2 separate regions of the Sus scrofa genome follow, and region 1 is linked to region 2. The links are chromatin contacts, called in public Hi-C maps. All regions are on one chromosome and are shown on one strand. The core of a region is the stretch at or near the end of the contact, and the rest is flanking DNA. Distances in the headings are between cores, read along the strand shown.

Region 1 (2,700 bases), core at 95-2,594, 440 kb before region 2:
GTTGTTGTTGTTGCTATTTCTTGGGCCGCTCCCGCGGCATATGGAGGTTCCCAGGCTAGGGGTTGAATCGGAGCTGCAGCCACCGGCCTACGCCAGAGCCACAGCAACGCGGGATCCGAGCCGCATCTGCAACCTACACCACAGCTCACGGCAACACCGGATCGTTAACCCACTGAGCAAGGGCAGGGACCGAACCCGCAACCTCATGGTTCCTAGTCGGATTCGTTAACCACTGCGCCACGACGGGAACTCCTGGAAGTTCTTGACTGCAAAGATGATTCTTTTGTCTGATGACAAACAGCAGCCACATTGTCAGGGATTACTTGGAGCCTCCACGCTGGTGCTAAGGAGTGGCGCATTCAATGGAAGGAACAGGAGGGATAAAAGTTTGGGCTTTTATCAGGTGTGTTCTTTATCTGAGTTCTCTCTCTTGAGAGTCATAATCTCTTGTATTCTACAGTCCATCTCCCATGCAACTATCGGAGACACACCTTCCCCAGAAAGGCCTGGGGAAAAGAAGCCAAAAATATTCCTTAGTCTGATTTTGGTGAGGTCCTTGGCTCGACACAGAGTAGAAGCAGGTGTTCTCGTTCAAGAGGAGCCTATTGTGTTGACTCGACTTTGTGTATCTCTCCGTGTAAACTGACTGTGATTCGGTGGCAAGTGGTTGAGGATCATGATTGCTGACTTCATGCCTACTCTACATCATTAGCAGGTATTACTACAGGTTTCAAGGAGAGAGACATAACCTAGGAGAAGATGATTCTGCTACTGAGTGCATACTGATGTGAAACGGGGGGGAACCGGCAAAGATGGAAGCAAGCTGATGCAACCAAGCGGTCTCATGGCCAGCATGAGGGTTGATGCAACCAAGCGGTCTCATGGCCAGCATGAGGGTTGATGCAACCAAGCGGTCTCATGGCCAGCGTGAGGGTTGAGGTGGTAGAAACGAGGAGGGAGGAGCCCATCCAGAAACTTCTATGAAGAACTTCCAAGTTCCCAGGCTGTTCCTCTGAGAATAGAGAATTTGAAACAGAATCTTGGCAGAAGACGGTGATTGGGAAACTACAATCATTCCGACCAGTTACATGTTCTACCGCTGCTCCAGCTTGGCAGTGAGCTTTCTGACTCAGTGGAGAGGTGATTACACATTGAAAACTTGGCTTTAGCGTCTCCCCACCAAGGACCCCTGGGATGCTGCAGTTAATCAGCCAACTGGTCATCAAGGGTCACTTGACATTTTGAAAATGTGTTTTAGATACCTGGGCCAGTCTGTTGATACATTCTTTTAGTGTCCCTGCAGAGTTGGAACCACCCGTGGCCAACGGGACATGTCAGGCATTGTCTCCACACATGGAACCGCTTTACTGGGGAGCCTGGGCCAAGACATGATGAGCTCCATCCTGCCGTCTGACTTAGAGGTGGAGAAACTGGAAATATTGGGACAGCGGATTACAGGCTTGAAGATGAGGCACTCTGGGAACCTGGAAACCCACAGGATGGGAACGAGGTGGCTCAGGGCACAAGGGCAGCCTCCCAGCACGAGCACCAGCACCAGAAAATGGATCAAAGTCCATTATTATCCCTAGGAACTTTCTTAGGGTAGCTACAACGCAGGGCTTCTCCTTGGGCTTGAGTCAAGTAACACACCCTTCCCCGAACACACACATCGTTCTCTAGGCATATTATTACTCTGAGATCAGGTAAAAATGGTCATAGGTCTTGAAGAGACAAGTCTCAATGAGAGAGGGAGATACAATCCATTAATGTTGTTCCTGACCAATTTTTCCTTGAGAATAGTGAGTAGGGACTTTGCCTATTGGTTGAATGAATGCAAAATCATGGGCAGTCTTTTCCCTTTTTAAAGGCAGCTGGTGGAATCAATCTTTTTTTCTTTTTCACAAGTCTTCCTACTAGGATTCATCTTCCGTGTCCTCCATCAATGCCCCTGCTACCTTCTTAACCTCCACCCATTCGAAGCAACAAAAAAGCAGATCCTGGGCAACCTGATTTTTTCAGAAAAAATTCTTCAACTTGTAACTCTCTTTGTCTTTAATTACCTACATACCTCCTGGTACAGAATAATAAAGGTCAATATGATGATAACAGCTAACAAAAAGCAATGTGCTATGGGCTTAATGGGAAATGTATCTTTTCAGTCTTAGTAAGTAGAAGTAGGTATTATTAATACCTCCATTTTCAAGATGAGTAAATTGAGGTTTAGAGACATAAACTTGTCAAATATTATACTGTGGAAAATGGAGCTGGATGTGAATTCAGTTCATCGGTCTCCAGAATCTGTGTTTTCAATTTTTCTATGATTCAGGAATAGTTTAAATCCCTCCAGATGATTTATAGCTTCAGTATAATCTCCATCAAAATCTCACAGGCTCTTTTGTAGAAATTGACAAGCTGATCCTAAAATTTATGCGGAAATGCAAGGAATCCAGTATAGCCAAAATATTCTTGAAAAGGAAGAAAAAAATAGAGGATTTGCACTTCCTGATTATAAAATGTACTATAAAGTCACAGTAATAAATTTTTGGTCAGTGATGCCAAGGCAACTCATGGAGAAAGGTTAGCTTACTCAAAAATGGTGCTGGGACAACTGGATATCCTTAGGCAACAAGATGACTTTAGACCTTTGCCTCATATCATACAGAACGATTAAATCACTGCATCATAAACCTAAATGTAAGA
Region 2 (2,700 bases), core at 184-2,683:
GAATGAGAGAATGATTCATTGATCCATTATGGAAATCAAAGGTAACTACTGTGCAGTGAAAGAAATAGGAAGAGAGGCTCTGTCGAGGTACAGATGGGGGTCCATTCTGCCTCACAGAGGTGGGGAAGTTGAAGGAACGTTTTGGGAGAAACACAGAAGTAACAAATGATCTGAGTTTGGACGAAAGAGTTGGGTTTAGCCCAGTGGAGGAGATGGACCGTTGGGAGAGGGAAGACCAAGGAAAACCACATGAGTAAAACTACTGATCTTCGAGAGAGAAAAAAGTAGCTGCAAGGGACTAAAAGCATTTAAGCTTGGTTCCACCACCTTCCAACTCCCGAGCTTCTATGAGCCAAAGCAGCTTTTTGTGATCCACACAGATGATGTAGATTTTTAGGCTTTTCTCCATCTTCCTTTCCTACATTTCAAAATCTGGATATAGACAGACCAATGAAAGGTTACAATAAATACATTAGATATATAAGGCTTTAGTGAGTTTAAATCTGAAGTGATCTAACCAATATTTTTTGAAGCTGTGTAATTTGCCCCTATGAGGTATAAGCTGTGGCTAGTGACCTTCAGGATTTGAGAATTGACCTGAGGTATGCACAGACCTCTAATCCTAAGTAAAATTTTCAGCCTAAGACATGAAGATTTATCATGACTTTGCCCCAAAGCATTCCTCCCCCACTTCAGCTTTTTCTCGTACCTTGTCCTCTTACACAGCCTTCCCTGGGCCCAACCTCTCTGCTTACTGCTCTGCAATCCTGGCTCTGATGTTTCCACCCCTGTCTTTGCTCCAACTGTCCCATCAGCCTGGGTGCACCCATTCCACTGCTGCCAACCCATCCTTGAGGGCTGAGCTGAGTGTCCCTTACTCCAGCGGACCTGTTCCACTGCTGCCAACCCATCCTTGAGGGCTGAGCTGAGTGTCCCTTACTCCAGCGGAGCCCTACAGCTCCACTCCTGACTGTGAGCCAAAGCAACCTCATTCGCCGAGGAAAGAAGACGTTTTCATTCATCTTTGTTTCTCCTGTCACGCCTCCAAAGTCACCTTGCAGAGAGAGCCAGCCAATTTTTTCCAATCGACTCATGAATATTTACTGAGCTCCTCCTATGCACCAGGCACTGTTCTAGATATCAAAACTACATAGGTGGGGAGAAAAGAAGAAACAACCTACCACCCCTGCCCTTATGGAGCTTCCACTGGTGGGTAGAGGGAGATCTGAGCAGTAGACTAGGAAGAGGTCCAGGTGGCTGCATTAGGAACAGTCTGCAATCAGCCATCAAACCCTACAGCAGTCAAAGGTGAAGCCCCGGCCACGTTCCCCTGTTTTCTGTCTCCTGGCTTCCCCTCAGCTAGACCCATGGATGTATCCAACTGCAGGCACTTACCCTAACAACATCTGACATTCCTAAAACCTTAAAACAAGATGTGCTTAAATGCCTCGGCCCCCACACTGGGCCATTAGGAACTGAGTCACTCCTGCTCCTAGAATGTTACCCAATACTGACCATGAGGTTTTCCATGTTATGTTCCAATTTGCCTTTATTCTTAATCAGATACAGCTGACATTATCATACAAACGTCATCGTTCATTAGCTAAACCTTATTCTGCTATAGACATCGTGGAGATAAATAGTTTTCATCTCTTTTCCTATAACCAATAAATGAAATGTACATTGGCAGGTCACAATGGGATAAGCACTGTTTAAGAGATTTGAAAGCTGTGATCAAGCTATGGTAATAAAATTCTGGGAACCTCCTGTCCATTTAAAATATTACAAGCACCCATCAATAGACAATAACTGCTTTCAGACTCTAAAGTGATAGAAGGAGATATCACTGACCATTTTGCAAAGTCAGCTTAGCACATGGATTGATGGATTTGCTTTAATAACTGTCTATATTATGTTTTTCTTTTGGGTCTCTCTTAACCTTCCAGTTTGACCAGATAGTGACACACCTATGACCATGCCAGATGGCCTTCCCCAAAAGGGAAACAAAATGGAAATTTTCTGGTTAAGGAAAAAGACTCTGCATTCTACTGGTCTCAATTTTTCCTTATGTCAAACTTAGTCCGAATTCTTGCTTGGATTCTGACCCCAGTGTACGTCTCTTACACGGTCTCATGGGCACAATTATTGCTTAAAAATAGCGCTATCACCAATTTATAGAGTACATTGTAGCATTCGGAATTATACCAAGTAAAAATGGCATCCAACGATATAAAATAGTAAATATTTTAGCAAGGAATTCCAGATATCTGCAAATCTTGGGTGGCCAACTTGTGAGAAGTGACAGGGGTGAAATAGCAGTGGCCTCAAAATCGAATTGTTGTTTTCCCAGACAACCAGACTGGTAAAGCCTAATGGCCCTACTGCCAGTTACACTAACCTTCATGGGTTAGCGTTTATGTGCATTTTCAAAGTCAGAGGAAAATAAATACTCACATAACACTGCCACTAACTTATTATGATCACACTAAGATAAGTCCATTTTTTCCATAGGTTGCAGATCTCAACTGCTTGGCTTGATACTTTTAACACTATACCAAAATTACCTCCACAACAAGTAATCCACATATTGAAAGGAGAGGTCTGAAAATTCCTATTCAGAATAAACACATTCTTTCATTCACTTAGCTTCCAGGAGTATCTTCATGTATAAGCAGAGTTCTGAGCAGTATGATGATAAAA

The links. Hi-C and Micro-C count contacts between places; a contact is called where the count stands out from the background.
Region 1: a contact with region 2 is called in a Hi-C map of embryonic fibroblasts, with 2.6 times the contacts expected there. The contact joins two enhancer-like sites. A contact is called at or near these places in 8 of 47 Hi-C or Micro-C datasets (embryonic fibroblasts, epiblast stem cells, fetal heart ventricle and 4 more).

What each region holds. Positions count from the first base shown.
Region 1 is chr9:127,363,670-127,366,369 of Sscrofa11.1, reverse strand. No RefSeq gene overlaps it. Among named protein-coding and RNA genes, the nearest start is that of PRG4, 99 kb to the left of the region's middle. Within about 2 kb of position 1,344, at least 3 of the 83 cell types and tissues checked have an H3K27ac peak or open chromatin away from gene starts, as enhancers often do. A contact at or near this core is called in embryonic fibroblasts, where this site is marked.
Region 2 is chr9:126,920,979-126,923,678 of Sscrofa11.1, reverse strand. The region is part of intron 1 of HMCN1 (hemicentin-1); the gene reads right to left. Among named protein-coding and RNA genes, the nearest start is that of HMCN1, 72 kb to the right of the region's middle. Within about 2 kb of position 1,433, at least 3 of the 83 cell types and tissues checked have an H3K27ac peak or open chromatin away from gene starts, as enhancers often do. A contact at or near this core is called in embryonic fibroblasts, where this site is marked.